Linked DNA regions of Mus musculus: region 1 is linked to region 2. Evidence: chromatin contacts called from public Hi-C data. All regions are on one chromosome and are shown on one strand. The core of a region is the stretch at or near the end of the contact, and the rest is flanking DNA. Distances in the headings are between cores, read along the strand shown. Region 1 has its middle 300 kb from the start of Gm40548. Region 2 has its middle 68 kb from the start of Gm40548.

Region 1 (5,550 bases), core at 828-3,327, 370 kb after region 2:
AAGGTAAAAAGAAAAATATCAATGATTTTCTCATTGCACTGTGACTTTACTGGGTTACCTCTGTTCATCTACAGTGCATCAAGACCTTCTAGGAGACATCTTAGCTACTCGGACTTCTACTCCTGCTTCATCTAACCCTGCTCTGCTTTTCTCTTAAACATCACGGATTAGGTCAGTTTCACTTTGAAAAAGAATTATAGTTTGAAAAGCAAGGAGGAACCTGGGAAATCACGACTGGACAGAAGTTTCTCGAGGAGACCTTCTCTTGTGAGCCTTATTCCCTTGAGGCAGAGTGTCTCTTTGTTTCTGCAGGACTTGGGGTTAGTGTGTGGCCAGTGAGCCTCGCTCTTTCCTATCTCCGTGTCTCAGTGCTGTTGTAACAGAGGGTCCCTGAACATGTCTAGACCTTTAGATGTAGGCTGGGGTATGCACTTACATCATCATGCTTGCAGTTAGCTTTATTACCCACCACATCACCTCCTCTACTCCTTCACCCTCTTTTTAAGTAAATCTCTCTTATTCCAAATATCCTCTGCTTCTATAATAACAACTCGCTCTTGAAGGTCACTACAAATTGGACCCTTGTTTTAAATGACCTGCACCTGGCCAGTTTAGTTGTTCCTTAAAACAACTCCTTTGGCATATTTTCTAGTCTCTACTTCCCAGACAAGTAGATAAGGGAATAAAGGAAGAGTTTGAAAGCAGGGGTTTGAACTCTAGCAGTCGATGTCCAGAAACTATCCTTTATTCGGTCTTGGTTCACACTCCTCAATGACTGACATGATGTATCCAGTCCCCTGCTAGTGGTGTGCTTTTGAGCAGTGCCATAGTCTTTAATTTAAAGGGAACCCTTAGGAGTTAGACTTGCTATGGATTTTGGAATAAAATTGTGCGATCGCTTGACTGACCACTTTGCACAAGTGTTGTTTTTATCCTCAGATTCCTGGAAACGTGTTGAGATGCATTTCTAGTGAACTGAAAAATATAGCATGGCCACTGTTGCAAATTGTTGTAAGAGTGGTGGTAGTATGCGCGCTGTGAAGCTCCTAAAGCCCTTGCACGCTCACATATGTCACATGCTGAAACTTACTAGTCGATATTCCTTCTTTCTCTACTGTTCTCTTCCTTCCAGGAAGAAGTCTTCAGTTTTCCCTGCATCTGCTCAAATCAAAGAACAACTATGTGTGAGCAAATCTGAGCATATTCTTTTAGTATCTTTACAGGCATTAATTTATTCAGACCCTTATGTATTCACTTTCTGTCTTTCAGAATTTTGCGATAAGGCAATTGGGCTGTAACTGAGTCTTTTCTACTATTCTTCTATAAAAACCAGTGCTGAAATATGTAGACCTATATACCTGACTTACTCTTTATCATTTACGTTCATCCTTCCTGGAGGACCAAACATTGAATTTATAATATTTAAGGGTCGCTCATTGCCATAGTGTCATTATTCTGGGTAGTTTTGTTCTTAAGTGCCACAACTATGGAATTATTAGTCATTGTCATGTGATGGGAACAGCTGGTCTTTATTAAAAGCTCATGTGCGTTTGCAAGAAATGCTAAGCACATACCGCATTTAATCTTCATGCCAGCATATCAGCGAGTTTATGGATAGCTGTATGATGCTATGAAGAAATGTCATGGTTTCATATTCTACATTTGGGGAAAGTGGTTTTAAAAAGTCTGCTAGAAATTTCAGGCAGCAAGAGGAGTTAGGAGTAATCTTAGCAATCTATGTAATCAAACCGCCACGATATTCCTCCTCCGTTTGAGCTTCTGGAGAATGACATGTGCATGTAGATGAGTTCAGACACTTGTCCAGGGAATGAAAAAGAGAGAAAAAAAATCTTTCCATGGGTTGCACAAGAGGGTCGCTATTAAACATTCTCTAGCACAAAATACTTAAGGCTCTGTGACTCGGCGTAGAAATTCATTTCTGCCGGAATTGGATTTTCTTACAGAATAAGCCCCCTCCCCCATTTTTTCCAATTCTCTCCTTTTCAGAAGCGTCCGATTGTCTTGCAAGACGTACCAGTAGATGGCAGCAAAAGCCCGCCCTAGACCCCAGAAGGAGTGACTGAGTGGCAGGAGGAAGCACAAGATGGCTTTTAAAGTATCATCAAGCCACCTCCTTACCTGACACGTGGGAGGGGCTGATTTTTCAGGTCACACACGTTGTCTTATTACTTTAGAAAATAATCATGTAGAAAGGCTTTTCCGTTGTGTTTGTTGCTACATTTGTGCAGGAAGGAGACTGTCAAGCCGAAATCAAACTAATAGCAGGAAAAAAAAATGCCGACCCAGGAGAAGTGCAGATAATTTCCATTAAGAATGTTACTCATGGGTTTTCAAAGAAATTTTTTTCATCACCAAATCTGATCAGTGAAGCATTCTTCTTCATAAATTATTTATCAGAATCTTGTCTCTCTCTTATCCTTCCCCACTATCGAAAAGAACAAAACCCAACTTCGGGTGAATTCTTCTTTAAGGACATGTGGGTAACATTTCTTTCCACCTTCCTGTGTCAGTAATGAAACACAATTGTGTCAAAAACCCAAATACAACAAGAGATGCTTTTACTTTACATGAGAATCTTTTTCACAAAGACCATCACCCTTGACATCTAACGTTTTTCTGTTAGTATTTATTTGATCTTCACATATTGCTGGCTCATTTATCTGGGCCACTGTGCTTTGTACTTCAACTGAATTGGTTCTGAAATCTGAATGCGAGGCTTCTTCAGTATGTGTGCCATGTTGAAAAGCAAAACGCATCTCAGAGTGTTTGTTTCAGTGCATCTTAAATAGAGATGAAAGTATTTTACAGGGCTGTTGTGAGAGTTATATACAAGAGATAATGGATCCAGTGAAACTGTCAGCTTGGTACTGAACAAAAGTTCACTGTGGCTTTAGACCACACATGAGAACACAATGGCTAAGATTCCTTCTAGTTTTCTGGGTCTGAGAGTCTATTCGTGAGTTCCTCCTTACTCAACCATAGACAGACAGACATCCATCCTGGAAAAGGAGAAAGCTGCAAGATACTGAGAAGAAAATGATCTAAAGGATGAGAGATTGGCTCACAGGGAGTAGTGTTTCTTTTATGACTATTAAACGCCACTGCATTATTCATCTCTGTCAGGAGTTCATTATGCATCAATGAGACAAAAAGAAAAAAAAAAGAAGAAAAATGATATTGTTAGAGAGGAGAAAAAAAATCAAAACACAGTTTCTGAAAGGATGTCATCACCATTATCTATGCTTGATCTAAAGAAGAATAGCCAAGATTGATCAGGGCCTGGTGGCATAGGCCTGCAATCACAGATATGCAAGAGGCCAAGGCAGGAAGAGGGCAAGTTTAAAGCCAGAATGGATTACACAGTAAGCTCAAGGGCGGTCTATGTAAGTTCATGAGGCCCGGCTTCACAATAGAAAGTATAAAAGGTACTAGGACTAGATCTCGATAGAGAAGTGCTTACTTGTCATGTATGAAGCCCATGTTTAACTAATCTTAAAAAGAAATTATCCGGGACTTGAAAACAGAATTGATGATCTTTGAGAGCCAATTCCATTCTGTATTGACTTGTTTTATGTATATTTAAAAATGTTTGTTATGTGTTTGAAATGAAATCCTACATTAGAAAATAATTCTTCTTCACATGGACAGTCTGGCAACGTAGGTTAACTGCTTTGGAATGCTCTGAGCATTTGAGGCTCTGCGTTTGTGGCCATAGAGGGTCATGAACGTGGCTGTGCTATATGGTTATAACCTACGGGAGTCAGAGTGCTCAGGCCCATTTTGCAGAAGATGAAATGGAGACACTTAGCTAAGGGCTAGCTAACTCGGCAGATGGGGATGAGATATCAGAGTTCTGTGAGTCCTCCACCACTCCTGCTACTCTGCTCTTATAGCTTCTAAAATAAGCAAATATATAACTATGAAGGTGAGTGAGTAATCTGCAGTCTCCCTTGCTACCCTCGGCCCGCAATTGGCAGTGCCTAGTCAAGGGTAGTTGTGGTCTTTCTTGTTTAAAGAAAGCTCATCTTTGCTTACCCACCAGTGAATGTTTATAGGAAACGCAATATGTGATATCTTGCAGAGGAGGACACAGAATGCTTTTGTAAAACAAAGACCTTGAAGTTAAGAAAGGCTGTCCTCGTCTGATGCACGTAGGGAATACACAGAAAATTGCATAGGATCTGAACATAAAGGGTAATGAAGCCAACTTGGAGCTAAATGTTGTTTGATATCTAGCCAGTTCAGCCGCCTGCAAGAGTCTCGTCATTGTAAATGGAAATGGAAATGATGAGAGAAATATATGTATATATGTGTGTGTATGTGTGTGTGTGTGTGTATTCATATATACATAAACACATAATTTAGCTTTAGATGGAACAATTACCATGTGTTCTTGCATAGAAGGCATAGCATGGCATAGGTTAGCTACTACAATTATTACCATGTAGTCCTTGCTTCTGTGTCTGCAAGAAATCTGTAGCTTTTGCCAATGGTTGAAAGTCAGGTTGGTATTAGATATTCAACTTAATATATTTTAATGTGAACAACAACAAAATTTCTGAAATTCAGAAAAAGTCTCTAAAAATATGCTCCCCTGGAAAGGGGAATACTTCCTTCATCTTTATCTTGGCCTTAAGCTTGAAGCACATCCATGGGACACAGGTACTGTAAGTTGCTATCTTATTTTAGTTATTAGTTATGAATTGGATTTTCTCTCTATGAAGATTGTCTTAATCATGAAGATAAAACAAAAAAAAAAAGAAAGAAAGAAAATGACAGGGCTATGAGTAGTTTTCTGAAAGCTAGTACCCTGTTTGAATCTAAAAAAAAATACAATTCACAATAATAAAATTGGATATTTTCTGGTGCAGCTCAGAAACATTTGACTCTATAATGCCTTATCTGAAAAAATGCAGGGCCTGGAATGGTTCTAGCTACTAGATTCTATATATATATTTTTTCCTTTTACAAGATTTATCATGTGCCAGATATTGTGGCAAGCATATTGCATATCTTTCCACATTAAACTGACAGCAAACTTGAAAAGTATGTGTTATTTCTGTTTTGTGAAGGTTGAGTGGCGCTCAGTGTGTACCAAGATACTGTGGCTGACACATGACTTGAATTCTAGTTGTCTGACTCTAACGCTTGGGTTTATACTTGCACGAATCTAATATTACTATAAAGAAGTCTTCCATTTTGAGACAACATTTCAAGTACTCTGTTCTATAGTAGGTAAAAGTGTTTTGACATACGCCTGCAGCTTGAGGGGGAGCAGGGAACTTAAGGAAAATAGTCACAGTGCATAGCATATAAACTTAGGAATCATTACTAGAGGCACAGAAATACAACATTTTAGTTTTCTATAGCTCAATTCCATTTTGTTCTCAAGTTCCCCCAAGCTACCCAGGGCAGACAATGTATTTTATGGTGTTCTGCTATACTCAATCCCAACTAGTTCCATCTGCAGCCAAATCTAAGCAATGCTATTTTTTTTTCTATTTTTCTTTGTGTGTGTGTGTGTGTGTG
Region 2 (5,596 bases), core at 998-3,497:
CATTTCCTGCATTAAACATTGTGTACATCCTGGGTAAGCTCCAAGGATTTGCTCTGGAACCTTGTATGTAAAACAAAACAAGATGCTTGGTCTAATGAGCACGTGAAAAAAGCTAAAAGAAAAAAAAATCACTAAATAAACAGAGGGTGACAGAGTTTCCTTGAGGCTGTGGTATAGATGTTCGCAGAGTGAAGTATTGAAAGCTAGGGTGATATTAGTCACTTGGTTGTTATCAAAGCGGGGCAGGCTTTGATGCTTGTGAATAACCTTCATCAGACATAAGGTTCTGGGAAGGTCTGAAGTAGAAGCAGGCACAGATAGATCTAAAATTAGACTTTTTGTAAAGTGAATTACCATGAAAACTACAGAGCAGGATTTCTACGGTCCAATAATTCTGTGAAATATGGCAGGCACTATGTCACAATTTTATACTCTTATTGGAATATTGAGAACTCTGGGAAACTTTTCAAAAAGAAATTTGCTTAACATACCATTTAGCCAGAGTGTGGGATTATAGAGCCTGAGATAAAAATTTTTGAGCAAAAAAAATTTTTTTTGATAGTGTAATGTGGGATTTTAGAAACAGCAATAAGGCTGGCAGATCTTGTCAGGTAGATGAGATTTGGTTCATGAAAAGTTCAAAGATGAAGTGCAAGGAGAATGGTCCCACTTGATGGGCAACAAACCCTAAAGCATCCAGAGTGGAATATGGACAATTCTGCCGTCTTATCCAGAACAGGGGTCCATCCAGAGGAAAGGCATCAAGGTTTCAATAGGAAATGGGCCTGAGAAGGATCGGGAAGGCTGGTGGGCTGGCTTAGTTTTGTACCTTCCATCTATCAGTGCGGTTCCTTGGATGGAGGTGGTAAGGTTGCTAGGGTAAGGTGAGTGTGGTGGGGTTGACCCAAGGGAATAGGATGCTGGCATGGGGGCCTCAGTGGAGGGAATAGGATGCTGGCCTAGGGGCGTGGTTGAAGGGATAGGATACTGGCCTGGAGGCATGTTCGAGGGGATAGGATGCTGACATAGGGGCGTGGTCAATGGGTTAGGATGCTGTTTTGAGTGGGCAAATGGCTCTTCTTTAGACAATTCTTACCCTTTCTGAGGTGACTCTACTAGGTAGCAGTTGGGCAGCTACTGGGAATGTTCCTTAATGTAGGCATTTGTTCTCCCTCTTCATGAAATCAAAATTCATTCTGAAGAGGAGCTCCATTCTGCCACAGCTAAAACAGACTGCAGTGTCTCATTCATGCCAAGGTTCAGTGTTATTTTCCTACTAAGAGCTCTTCCTATTACATTTGTTTCATCAGGGAGAAACTTGGTTCATGTACCTAAAATGGTACTCAGCACACAGTAGGACTGAACATTTTTTGAGTGAAAAATGTGAATGACTGGTTTTCAAAGAAATTTTGAGCCTCCTTTCATAGATAGAGGCAAGGAGCAGAGTAGACCAGAACTAATGTTTGAAGTACTCGACCACATGTGGAAAGCCACATTGGCTTTCTCTAAGATGCTGTCTTCAGATGGTTCTTCTCTGAGTGGGCACTGTCTGATGTCACCCAGGCACTATGCACAGGCTAGAACAAACATGTGGTCTCTTAGATTGATCTACAGCTCCATCAATGCGGGGTCACAGAGAAGATATTGAGCTGAGCAGCAGGAGATTAGAATCTATTGCTGATCCTATCATTAATCAGTGTTAGGTTCCTGCTATCTAACGTTTGGCTATAGAGAAACCGTGGACTCCCGGTCATTTCTCTTATTTACACAAGGGACACAAAGATTTCCTTCCAAACTTGACAGCTTGACAGTGTAACATGGCATGGTAGGGGTTACTTTGAAACCTGCTGGTTTGTATTGGACATTGGTCCTGTCTTCTGTTTATGTGCATTCCATGCTTTTTTTTTTTTTCTTCAAATTTTTGATTTTTTTTTTTATTTAAAGTTTTTAGAAAGAGGTCACTCACTAGATGGCACTGTTGTATTAGAGTTCTCTAGTTTCTGGTTCTGGTTTTAAAAGTTCAGAAATAATGCTGTTTTACTACCCAGAGTTTCCAGGTGCTAGTACAAGGGCAGGGTGGGAGATAAGCAAATATTATGCATACATTTTATTAGTGTGGGCCCTAAAACCTAGTTTAAGCTTTAGGAGTATCATAAAAGAGTAGTTTTCGTGGCAATACACTAATGGTTGGCTTTACTGACAGACTAAAGAATAATGTCTATTCAGAGATTATGTAATTAAAAGAACGGTCTCTCTGCTTCCAGGGACTCTGTGGTGCCAGTAGGGATGATTTCTGGAGGACTCTCCAGGCAGGCAGAGGCACAGAAGGGCTAAGATGCTGGCACATTCCATCTGTGATCTTACACTTCAAGCCAGCGGACTCTATCCCCATCCTTGAAAGCCAGATTTCCTCAAAATGTCCCTGTTTCTGCCCAGAGTACTTTTCTATCCTGGCTTACCTCCCCAAGAAAAATGGAGTTTCAATCACTTATTTATCCTTGTACCTGTTCAAGACCCACATTTATTTATTCTACCAAATTCCCGGCCGTTGTTAGCTTTTCTTTCCCACCATCAAAGACATGGTTGAGGTCTCTGCCGTCTACTCATATTGGGCACTGTTTGCTGGAGTTGAGTCCTAGGGCTGTGCTTGTAGCCCTTGTCAAGGTTCATCCTCGTTCGAAAGTTTCGTCCTCACAAGTCAGTGGAGCCTCTCACGTGAGTAAGAGATCCTGACCTGGTATCCATTACTTTTCAGGCATAGCTCCAACTATCCTAATGAAATAAAGACACAGATAGAGAGCATGTATCCTCCTGTCTGTTACATAGGTGTGTTACCAGCTGTGGGGAACTCAGCTCAACATTGATGGCTCTGCAGTCTAATGAATCTGCCTCAATAAGTCAGCGATCTCTCTACCCAGGTACACCTGAGGTTTTTTAATGTCAACAAAAAAGAGTTTTAGGAAGGCTTGGGAAAGCCAAATTAGCAAGTTTATTGATTAGGGGAAAGGACCACCTCACTGCTCTTGAAGGGTGCCAGGGCTGGTGACAGGAGGGGAATTTATCCCTGTACCCCAGTAACAGCTGTGTAAGCAATTCTGGGGCTTCTGGAGTTACACTATGTAAAAGGAAGTGATGTATAGGATCGAGGAGGCAGAGGAAAAATATTATGGACTATTCATTTCCTTATTGAAAGTTTTTTTTTTTAAAGTGAATTCTGAGGATACTTTCTAAGGATACTGGGCAGGTTTACATTTGTGGGAGAAATATAATTAAGATCTAAAAAAATCAAAATAATTTTGCTACATATAGGTCATATAAAGGAATTATGACATATATTTTTAGCCTGAGCATGGTTCACTGGCCACTATGTTACTTCTGTTTGTGTTAATTTTGATAGGGGATTTAATCTTTGTGTGCAGAAGTTTCCAATTGGCAATGTTGAAACTTTTTTTCTCTAAATATTAAAAAATGTGTATGGTGTATGCATATGTGTGTGTGCTGGTGTACATGATCCTGCGTGTATGTGGATGCCAGAGGAAGATGGCAGGTGTTCTGTCCAGTCACTCTTTGCCCTATTGCTTTGGGACAGATCCCTCACTGAACCTGGGACCCACTTGTTGACTCTTCTCCTGGTACCCTAACACTCCCTGTGCTACTTTCCTCCTCCCATATCACATGTGCTCTGCTGTCCCTATGTATGCAGGCATGCATGCACGCATGCATACACAAACACACACTCTAGGCTGGCTAGATAGCAAGCTCTAGTGAGTCTACTGTTTTCATCCTTCACTTGATGAGATTACAGGCATGTGTGATGTGAGGCCAAACAAGGTTTTCTTGATGTGTGTGTTAGGATTGAATATGGGGTCTTTATGCTTGTAGAATAAGTACATATACCCACTGAGTCATCTCCTCAGCCCTATGGTAAACGTATTTTATTAAAAAACATTGTGTGTGAAGCTCAATGACCAAAACCAGATGCTGCACTCCCTGAGCTAAGCCAGGCAGTGGTTTCTCGTACCTTCGATCCCAGTAGTTAGGAGGTTCAGGCAAGGCAGATCTCTTGAGTTTGAGGCCAGCCTTGTCTACAGAGCAAGTTCCAGGACAGTCAGGGATACACAGAGAAACTCTGTACCAACCAACCAACCAACCAACCAACCAACCAACCAACCAACCAAACAGTGTGTGTATGTGTGTGAATGTGTGTTGTATGTGCTTGCATGATTGTGTGCTTGCATGTGTGCATGTAAGTGTAGTACCTGTGTAGGACAGAAGAAACTGTCAGATATCCTCCAGTTAGAGATATAGGCAGTTGTGAGCTAGGCTATGTGAGGTGCTGAGAGCCAAACCTGGGTCTTCTGCAAGAGCAATATGTGCTCTTAACTATGGAGCCATCTCTCTAGATGCATCTCTGAGGCTCCCTCTCATCCCCCAATGTTGAAACTCTTGATTCATTGAGCAAGAGAGGTAAGTCAGACAAAGGACCATGGATGAGATGCCCTTTCTTTTCTTGTGTTTCCAATGCTAATATGGAGTTGCTGATACATCCACAGAATCTGTTTAGCTTTTCCTTTTCCCCACCCTTGTGGTGCAGAAATACTTAAGTGTAGGGTTTCTACTGGATATTGGTTGCTGACAAGCCATGTCCCCTTAGTATCACCAGAGCTTGTCCACTTTGGGAACCAGAAAACTTTAAGGCTTTCCTTTACCTGTATCCAAGTGCATGAGTTTAGAGGCCTTCAAGGTATAGATATGAAGCCTAACCTATACCAGGTTACAGGGACACTGGAATTCTTTGTCTAAAGATTCTTGTTTGTGGTTTGCCTGAGTTTCTTGACTAAAGTTAAGACAACACATTCATAGACCCAAGAGTAATTGAAGACTGTTGTTTGTAGGGAGGAGGCATGTGTGGACAGAGCTTGGACCAAGTTGGCCATTTGTAGATGTGTGAAGCCTCAAAGAGTTCAAAACAAAGGTGGTGGTAGAAGGAGAAGCAGTTAGGAGCCGAGTCAGCCTAGCCTGTGCTGTCACATTCTAGTATACCACTCTGAGGAGCTGGAGGTCTTTAAACCAAGCCTGGCCTTGGTATGAAGATGTATTTATCCAGATACGAGGCTAACCTTTTCATAGTTTATTGACTTGATTTGTGTCTTGTAAATGCATGGTAAGCAGGCTTCTGTCTGTATTCCTCTTCTGGATCCTACAAATGTTTCAGGTCAAATTGCCTATGATAACCATGTGACTCGAGCATCATCATCCTTACTCTGGAGGTAAGAAAACTGATGTTCAGAGACGCTAAATGCTATGTTTCATGGTCTTTTTTTTTTATTTTATTTTTTTTATTTTTTTTCCATTTTTTATTAGGTATTTAGCTCATTTACATTTCCAATGCTATACCAAAAGTCCCCCTTACCCACCCACCCCCACTCCCCTACCCACCCACTCCCCCCCCTTTGGCCCTGGCGTTCCCCTGTACCGGGGCACACAAAGTCTGCGTGTCCAATGGGCCTCTCTTTCCAGTGATGGCCGACTAGGCCATCTTTTGATACATATGCAGCTAGAGTCAAGAGCTCAGGGGTACTGGTTAGTTCATAAT

What was found. A called contact is a pair of places that touch in the nucleus more often than the background predicts.
Region 1: a Hi-C map of cortical neurons shows a contact between it and region 2, with 1.9 times the contacts expected there. The contact joins two enhancer-like sites. A contact is called at or near these places in 6 of 484 Hi-C or Micro-C datasets (the G1E-ER4 cell line, cortical neurons, forebrain and 1 more).

Annotation. Positions count from the first base shown.
Region 1 is chr12:92,301,339-92,306,888 of GRCm38.p6, forward strand. No RefSeq gene overlaps it. Among named protein-coding and RNA genes, the nearest start is that of Gm40548, 300 kb to the left of the region's middle. Within about 2 kb of position 2,078, at least 12 of the 459 cell types and tissues checked have an H3K27ac peak or open chromatin away from gene starts, as enhancers often do. A contact at or near this core is called in cortical neurons, where this site is marked.
Region 2 is chr12:91,930,879-91,936,474 of GRCm38.p6, forward strand. No RefSeq gene overlaps it. Among named protein-coding and RNA genes, the nearest start is that of Gm40548, 68 kb to the right of the region's middle. Within about 2 kb of position 2,248, at least 8 of the 459 cell types and tissues checked have an H3K27ac peak or open chromatin away from gene starts, as enhancers often do. A contact at or near this core is called in cortical neurons, where this site is marked.